Regions from separate parts of the Gossypium hirsutum genome. Here all the other regions are linked to region 1. The links are chromatin contacts, called in public Hi-C maps. All regions are on one chromosome and are shown on one strand. Each heading gives the region's core, a stretch centred on a gene start, on an enhancer-like site or on the middle of the called end of the contact. The rest is flanking DNA. Distances are from core to core; before and after follow the strand shown. Region 1 holds the start of LOC107935421 (thioredoxin domain-containing protein PLP3B). Region 2 holds the start of LOC107890490. Region 3 holds the start of LOC107954540 (S-adenosyl-L-methionine:benzoic acid/salicylic acid carboxyl methyltransferase 2).

Evidence for each region. A called contact is a pair of places that touch in the nucleus more often than the background predicts.
Region 2: a contact with region 1 is called in a Hi-C map of leaf, with 2.9 times the contacts expected there. The contact joins the promoter of LOC107890490 here to the promoter of LOC107935421 in region 1. A contact is called at or near these places in 7 of 34 Hi-C or Micro-C datasets (callus, hypocotyl and leaf).
Region 3: a contact with region 1 is called in a Hi-C map of leaf, with 2.6 times the contacts expected there. The contact joins the promoter of LOC107954540 here to the promoter of LOC107935421 in region 1. A contact is called at or near these places in 3 of 34 Hi-C or Micro-C datasets (all in leaf).

The regions. Positions count from the first base shown.
Region 1 is chrA12:14,664,325-14,667,396 of Gossypium_hirsutum_v2.1, forward strand. LOC107935421 (thioredoxin domain-containing protein PLP3B) reads right to left here and starts at 1,511. Exons shown (of 9, transcript XM_016868031.2): 1 at 1,306-1,511; 2 at 1,093-1,186; 3 at 459-530; 4 at 313-360; 5 at 64-206. The coding sequence starts at 1,176. It also overlaps the pseudogene LOC107935437.
Region 2 is chrA12:15,090,096-15,093,167 of Gossypium_hirsutum_v2.1, forward strand. It overlaps LOC107890490, which reads right to left and starts at 1,472. Exons shown (of 4, transcript XM_016814945.2): 1 at 1,099-1,472; 2 at 1-165. The coding sequence starts at 161.
Region 3 is chrA12:14,946,426-14,949,497 of Gossypium_hirsutum_v2.1, forward strand. LOC107954540 (S-adenosyl-L-methionine:benzoic acid/salicylic acid carboxyl methyltransferase 2) reads left to right here and starts at 1,450. Exons shown (of 4, transcript XM_016890130.2): 1 at 1,450-1,886; 2 at 1,973-2,377; 3 at 2,480-2,734. The coding sequence starts at 1,812.

The DNA.
Region 1 (3,072 bases), core at 261-2,760:
TGTCACTTACTGTGTATATGAGTACATGACAGACAGAGAAAAGTAAAAAAAAAAATACTTTACTTGCATCGATAGAACTCCTTATGGTAGAAGTGGCAAACCACTGTCTCACTTCCAGTGACTTCACCCAAGAAATCTCCTTCAGTAATCTCCCTGTAGTCTCCATGCCCTTGCCTCTTTAAGGCTTCTCGCTTCTCGGCTTCTTTCTATTCAAATAAACCCTAGTGTCGTTAAGGATTTCAGAACAATCATACCCAGATCTGTAGACGATTTTCATCACATTGAATTAAGAATTGCCATTAAATTTCTAACCTTGAGAGCAGCAATCCTATCTGCATGCAATTTTTCCAACTCAGGATCCTGTATACAAGAAGTCATGAGCCTACACAAAGGCAGAGTGACGTAGAATGAATGAAAGATGCTCCATCACAGAATACAAACAGCTTCATAAGACTTACATCCATCAGCTCATCAAGGTCAACCTCCTCGTTGGCAGTAGATGACTGCGCCTTCTCTTGGGCAAGCAACTCCTATAAGACCATGACATTCACAAATTCACTCACATTAAACACATACCACTTGGCATAAGTATGTTGTTACCAGCTAACTTCGATAATCAGAGATAACATTTTGTACAGCAAGTCAACCTGGGGTAGCCATTTAAAAAAAGCATCATCAAAACACCCAAAACCATTAAGTTACAGTTCCCAATCCATCATTGAAAACCCCCTTTTTAGACCAAAACAGAATCTTAAAATTGTATGACTATTATCTACAAGTGCGCACAAGTTATTATATTCAAGTTCGCCAACAAATTACAGTAGCTTCAATGACTCAGCGGTAAAATAGGTCCAAAAGGCAATATCTACAATGCCAGTTAGTAAGTATATCTAACATTGAAGGGCAGCTACTTATCACCCTTGGGAGGAGCAATATAACAGACGATATGGGTAATGATCTAGTTCTATTTTAACAAAATTTCAGAACAACACAGAATATTCAATGGAAGCTTGGTCGATATAAACGGGTCGGATCAAATCGACACATAAAAGAGAACCAGAAACAGAGAGAAAATTAAGGTAAAAAGACAACCTTTTGATAGTCACGAGCAGCTGCTGCCATTACATTCCCGAATGCTAAATTAGACAACGTTGATTTAACTGAATCCGGATCCATTTCTCTTTCTCTGAAAAATTAAAACAAAAAGCAACAGAAAGGATCAAATGCATAAAAGATTTAAAGAAAGAAAAATTGAGACTTTCAGGGAAATTCTAAAGAAGGAAGCAGATCCAGGTATAATCTTACCTGCTGGAATCTCTCTTTTTTTGGGTAAAGACGAAAGAAAAATGAAAGGAAAAATATGGGATCTTGAAAATTTGAAGAGAAAAGATCTCCTATGAAACGCACCGGTTTCACGACGGACTTAATTCGGCCCCAGTAGCCGGCAGGCTAATATTAGGTCCACAAGGCCCAAATTCAATCCTTTATAGTTCCATGCTTCGATGCCGGTGCGTTCAGGCACGCATCTCGGGTTGGTTTTAGATTTATTCGGATTTTCTAATTAATTTTAGGTTTCATCATTCAAGTTTGTTAACTAAATCAGTTAATTGTCATTTTATATCAAATCGATTTAATGAAATTATTCTCTAAACACAAATAATGGATCGATTTGAGAGTCTTTGCAAGCTGAGTGACCTAAAGACAATACTAAATATTGTTTCCGCCTTTAAAATGTTAGTAATAATTAATATTAATTGAGTGTAACCATAAGACGTATTGCATTTTCAATAGAACAATGTAAGCTCGAATTTTAAAAATAATATTTTTGAGAGAGCCAATTAAGAACTCAAAACATTGACCTTAAAATGTACATGCATAACATAAAAAAATAAAGTTTGTATTACCCCACTTGATGTCAACATTGGGCTGTTCATCCAAAGCACTAAAAGGTTCTCCCACGGTACAATTTAGACTGTAGATAGGATTATATGATATGAATATACAACCATGTTAAAATCTTTAAATTTGATAATCCACCCTCAAAAAGAAATTTTGAAAATCTAATCAAGTACCCTTTGTTACATAATAATAATAATAATAATAATAATAATAATAATAATAATAATAAAACCCGCTGCATTTGTGGACATGAATGTCAACATTAGTTCTAGATTTAATGCTTGTGCTTATCCCTTGATCCATACTCCACCTCTGAAGCCAACATCATCAATTGGGAAAGACACCAATTCCGGACACCAACTAACATTCACAATTCTCAAACTTTGCATCGCTTCTTGCAACATTGGCCATTCTAATTCCAAATCCGAAAGTGATTCCAACATTAACCCTTGGATCTTCCAAACAATGTTGTTGTATCCCCAAAAGTTTTGATTCACATTTGCAAGATTTCCAGATGAGATTGAGAGGTACTTGAGCAAAGGAAGTGCTATAGGATTGAGCCAAGCTGGACTCATCTTTCCTGGATAGAACTTGAGGGACAACTCATAGAGTTGTTGTGGCGGATAGAGTTTGTCAAGTTTTGAGGTTAGATCACTCCCATGACTATCAAAGCAACTTATTGACAGATTCTCCAGATCATGTAGGTTCGCCATTGCATTAACCTCGTTCTCTTCAACTTCATCAGCATGTGTTAGATGTAATCCAAGTATCCTCAATCGTGTCAAGTTCCTTAATTCTCCGATACGGCAACCATGGCTAGATCTTGCAGGTCTAAATCCCAACAATACTTCAAGGTTTGAAAGCCTCCCCAAACCTTTTGGCAAGCATTCAAGTGAACCACAATTACTGACATCTAAAACCTTGAGCTTTCTTAATGTAATGAGGTTATGAGGCAAAGTTCTAAGATTCTGACAATAACTCAAGTCCAAAATCTGAAGGTTGGTGAGTTTTTCCAAGGACGCTGGGAGTTCAATCGAAGGATGAGTGTTGCTTAAACTGAGATAAGTTAGATGATGAAGTGAACCGATATGAAATAACAAGCTACTGATCAAAGATTGATTTTGAAACATCTAGAACTCTCAAGTATCGGAACTCACTAAGTTTCTTTGCAGT
Region 2 (3,072 bases), core at 222-2,721, 430 kb after region 1:
CTTTCAGTTACTGATGTATTATTCATCCTCTCCAGCTTTGAATTGGGTATAAGCTTTGGCTTGGGAATCGGTGGTTTCATATTAGGACCAGATTTGTCAACAGATTTCGAAGCTCCAGGTTCTATTAGCCTATCCAAAGCTATAGCAGTAAAAGTCGGCATGGCTCTGCATAATAATAATAAAAAAAGAAGATAAAGTCAACAAACCTGTATCTAATCATTTTCTTAGGAAACAGAAGGGAAGAAGAAAATCTCATTGTTGCTACAAGTGATAACATTCTAATTTCAATGAAATGGAGAAGATTCACTCAATTAAACTTGTGCTTGCTAACTTTTTGTTCTATCAACCCAGCTAGAAACCTCCATATTTTACGCCTGTCCCTAATTGGAACTGGGAGCTAAGTACAACCATCCAAACCCTAAATCCATACTACGTGAGCCAAAATTAGTGTGATCCCTCTGCCAATCACTCAAATCAACCAGGATAATTGTTAAAGGAAAAAACAGGAAAAAAAAAGAAAAAAGAAGAAGAGTAAAACAGACCAAACAATCTTAAATTCATATACACACATTTATTCAGCACTTCAGCTATACTGCTACAAAAAGATTTTTTTTTTCCCTTTTTAAGTAAAACCAAAACCTATATGCTGATTTTGAATAAGAAAGCATATAGCTAAATTAAATATGAAATTGTGTAGATAAATTAAAGCCCCCATATAAGTATAACTAATTGAAAAATTGAAACCAAAACAAAGCTACCAGACACATGAGAATTCCACCTAATTTAACAGCAACCAAACATAACGAAAAGAAGAAAAAGGATATCTTCTAATCATCTACTTTGACTATTTGATGAATTAAAAAGGGATATCTACGTTAACGATGCAAAACTCGATTACTTTGCGAAGGCTCCGTTTGGAAGCAGAGAAAAGTTAAAACAAATGAACGAGAAAAACCGCAATGGATCCCTAATATAACATAGGTACACCAGCAAATTCAAAAACTGGAAAAAAAGATTAAAATTAACGAAAACCTCAAAACAAATAAAAGAAATCATTAAAGAAAAGCGAAAAAGGAAAAGAAAAGAGAGCTTTATTACCTACTAGGATGCTAAGAAAAAAATAATCCTTCAAGAAGAAACCCTAGGCGCAAGCGGCGGAGGATTCGGTGGCGCGACGAGAAGGAATAGGAGAGATCAGATTAGAGCGCGCGAAGTGAAGACATAAAACGGGGATTTCTTTATCATTTACTTTAAATTTTCTGTTTCTATTTATATAGAAAAAGAAAAAGAAAATATAAATCTGCTTCTGTGATCTTCTGGAACTCGCAAAAAACCTGTTCCCCAAGTTATTATCTTCGCCTCCACTTCTCTCCGCAAAAATTTCAAAAGGCTTGCTATTCGTTGCTGGGGATTTAGTGAAATGTCGGGTTTGACCTTGATTGGGGATGTAGGGTTCAGTTTGGAATGGGGGTAGTTTGGAATATATTTATGTTGGGAGAGGGTTCCAAAGTGTTTGGAAATGTTTTTGTTTCGTGGGCTCACACGACATCGTTTTCACGGGATTTCTACCTTTTTGTTTCTTAATGCATAGTTTGAAACTTCCTTCATTGCCTTTTGCCTTGGGCAAAACGGCAAAATTATGAAAAGTGGGGTGCGTGGGGTCAGCAAATGAATTCACTGACCGCGGCAAAATTAAGCAACGGACATACCCTCTTTTCTCTCTTTTTGTTTTTATTTTTTTATTTTTTATTTGTAAAATAAGGCCCAACCATTTTAATATTTCAATTATAATTAAAACAAACACCAACAATATTTGAGTTGAGTAAAGGATTGTCTAATGCAACAAGAATCTTGTGATAACCTCAGTTATCACATGTTCAATCTGTAATAAAAAATTGTCACTTTTCGATAATATTAATTAAATAAAAGCTAAGTAATAATTTTTATTAAAATTAAAATTAACTTTATTCTTAAAAACACCGACTAAAGGGTTGTTTAATCCAAGAATCTTGTGATGATTTGATGTAATCATAAATAAATAAGGAGGAACTTTTGGAATCTAGAAAATTGAGGGTTAAAGAAGAAAGAGAACACGTGGTAAGTTTATAGTTCAAGGGCGAAAAGTGCTTTGGTAAGGGCTGACCACATGTAAATGGAATCTGTCAATGTCATCATCCAAAATACAAAAATATCTTGGTTCAATGGAATCAACTACTAAATTGGGCTCATCACTATTGTACGGACTACGGATTAAAGATTTCAACAGCCCGGGCTTGGAAAAAAAGGCCCAACTTGTTCCCCTATTTATAGATACCGGATATTGATACGTATAAGTGGTCAGGTCAGCCCAAGTAAAAAAAATTTAAATTCGTTTTTTAGACTCAAGTTTAGCCCGTCATATTAAAATTTTTTATATAAAAAATAATACACTAAATATGCTAAAAATAATAATAAAATAAGATTTATATAATATCTAAATAATAACAACAAAAAAAGTAATAATCTAATAGCAAAATGATAGTAAAACAATGAAAAAACAGTAGCAAAACAATAAAAAATTATAATTTTTTACAAATTCGGGTTGGGCTGAGCCCTAGCCAAAAAAGACTATCCCAGGCTCAACCCGTTTAGAAAACGGGTCTTATTTCTTTGTCAAAGCCCATTTTTTAAATTTATACTTTTGCCTAAACTCTCTCACTTTTCAAATGGGCTTGGCCCGACCTATAGACAAGTCTATAAATTATAATTTATATTTATATCTTTTCTATAGTAACTTTTTTCCCAAGACTAATCCAATTGATAAAATACAATAATATAAAAATTATTAATTTATTAATTTTAACTTTATCATTTCAACTGAAGTCATATTTATGCTACGCTTGATAAGAGTATTTTTTTTACACATGTTTTGATATATGTATTAACAATATATTAATTCAATTGGTAATATTTAGCCACTCCCATGACTTAATTTTAGCAAAGAAAATAAAAAGTTTTCGTTTATTTTGAAGATGTCTTATTTGTTTTTTACAAGATTTTTTACTCACATTTCTAATTTCAAGTTTAATTTTG
Region 3 (3,072 bases), core at 200-2,699, 280 kb after region 1:
CAGTTTTTCCTTTTTCATATCTTAAAAAACGTTTTAAACTAAAACAAATTAAAAAATGTGGAACTTAAAATTTAGATTTTTTTTTCCCTTTTTCCTGGTAGATATTACTATGTATAGATATAGAGAGAAATGATATGTTTGTATTAATGAAGAACTAAATTAATTGTATATACCAATTATATTTGTTAATTAATATATCATACTCTACTTAATTATATAGATTGTACAACGTTAAAGTTTTAGTGAATTAAAAATCTATATATAACTTTTGATTGTTAGATATATATTAAAAAATGATTTATCAATCCATGTGACAAAAATATTAAATTTAATTGCAATTTTGTATGTGTCATAACAACAATTATATTGTTAAATTTTATTATTATTTTGGGTCATGGGCAAGGTCAATTTGATTTAGGAAATTTTTTCTTATATATATTTTTTTTATAAAAGTTGTGGTAATTAGTAAATATTTGGAATTGTGCCAACATAGTAAACATTGCAACTGTTTGTGGTGATACTAGTGTTTAACAAGGAGGACTTGGTGGCGGTAGGGGTTTACAATAATTCACCCTTATAGGGCGGAGTCATAAATGGAGGAGATGAGGGAGATTAGTAATGGAGAGCTTCCATATGGGAAACGAGGAAAGGAGATGCCCATTGCTAAAATGTAGAATAGAGAAAGAACTAGAGATGTCCATATGCCGAGTCAGGCCAGGCCCAATCAAAATTTTAGGCCCGTTTGCTAAGCTCGGGCCTAGCCCAAAAATGAGTTTAAAATTTTATTTAAGCCCGACCTGAATAAAAATGTTAAAACTTAGATCCGACCTGACCATATCAATTTTTTATATAAATTTTTTAAAATATATATAATATATCAAAAATACTAAAAGTATTAAAATAATTATTTCCTAACAAATTAAAAATAAATTAAAAACAATATTTATACTTAAATAACACTAAGATAGGTGCAACTTAACAAGCAAATGCCTCTAAAATAGTAACAAAATTAACAATAAAATAAGAGTTATATAATATTCAAACAATAACAATAAAATAGTAGCAACATAATAGTGAAATAGTAGTAAAATATTAATAAAAAACCAGGAAAATACGAAGAAAACAATAAAAAAATAGCAAGAAAGCAATAAAAAAATAGCAGTTTTTTTTTCATATTCGGTCTAGGCCAAAAAAGCCTAGGTTTATTTAAATTTTGGGAGAGAGAAAGTAAAATGATTTGAGGGGTAGGAAGAAGGTAAGTAAAAAAATTTTATATTTGGTTTATTTAAATTATTTAAATTATTTAAATTATTTGAATTTAAAAATTTAATTTAGTTTAAAAAAATTAATTAATTCAATTTGAATAATTCGAATTTTTTTACTGAGTGACACTGCTTTAAGCCAGGCTAATGTTTTTAACGGAAAATACATGGTGATGGTGTAATTCTTAGGAATATTAGTAAACATATTTTGATGGGTACCGACTACGGACAAAGTGAGGTCGTTGCTAATAGGATTGTTGGCTTGTAGCTGAGCTGGATGCAGTGGCAATCAGTAAAGGATCTTCCTTCACTAACTTTGGAATGATTTACTTACATGTGAAAAAAAAAAAAGAAAGAAACACCGTGTTCGAAATTAAATAAATGCAATGAATGTGTTAAAACAAGAGAGGGGAATGCATGAAAATGTGCTAAAATTAAGGAGCCGCTGAGACAAACATCATCTATAAATAGGGGCTCACGCAACGTCTCTTGATCACCATAACAAGCTTCGAGAGATCGTAATTACAGAGAGATAAAAGACTTATCGAGATGGAAGTAGTTCAAGTTCTTCATATGAATGGCGGAGTTGGAGAAACCAGTTATGCAAAGAACTCTTTACTTCAGGTATGTATGTATGTATGTATGTATGTATGTATGTATGTATGTATGTATGTATGCTGTGATTTTTTAACCTGAAATATCTTGGACAGCAAAAGGTGATAACCATGACAAAGCCAATCACAGAGGACGCAATAACTAAGCTTTATTGCAGCAAATATCCGGATGAAATAGCCATCGCAGATTTGGGTTGTTCTTCGGGACCCAACACTTTCTTTTTGGTATCTGAACTTCTCAAAGTGGTGGATAGTGTTCGCCAAAAGATAGGCAAAAAATCCCCCGAGTATCAAGTGTTTCTGAATGATCTTCCTGGGAATGATTTCAACACCATTTTCAGGTCCTTGTCCGACTTCCAAAACAAACTGAGGAAGCAACTTGGACCCGGCAACGGACCATGTTTTTTCACGGGAGTACCTGGTTCTTTCTACGGAAGGCTTTTCAGGAAAAACAGCCTTCATTTCGTACACTCTTCCTATAGTCTTCACTGGCTATCCCAGGTTTAGTTTATATATTAATGTTGTATTGTGTATATATCATTAATCATTTTAGAATCGAAAAGAGCCTTTAATTTATGAGTGAACTATTTTGATTTGATCCAGGTTCCTCAAGGGCTGGAAAGTAATAAACGGAACATTTACATGGCTAGCACAAGTCCACCAGACGTGCTTAAGGCATATTATGTGCAATTCCAAAAGAATTTTTCCTTGTTTTTGAAGTGTAGATCAGAGGAACTGGTGGATGGAGGGCGTATGGTTTTGACACTTATAGGGAGAAGAAGTGATGATCCTTCAAGCAAAGAGTGTTGTTACTTTTGGGAGCTTTTGGCCATTGCACTTAGTGATATGCTCGTTGAGGTATAGAATTAATAATTGGTGAAATGACTTTGTTGGCCCTCTAACTTTTCAAAAAAAAAACCATTTTAACTCTCCATTTAATTTTTCATCTCTTTTAAACTTTAAACTTGCATTTTTTTGTCAAATCACCTCAAAATAGTTGAAAAAAGTTAACGCTTGTTAACTTTGATTACGTGACATACATGTGGATTGCCATGTAAATGACATGTCAGAATTTAATTACATTTTTAAAATTTTTAAAAATAATTTTTATATATTTTTAATGATTTTTAAGTATAAAAATAATTTTTATTGAATTTTTAAAATTTTAAAAACATTAATTGAATGATGGTGTGTCA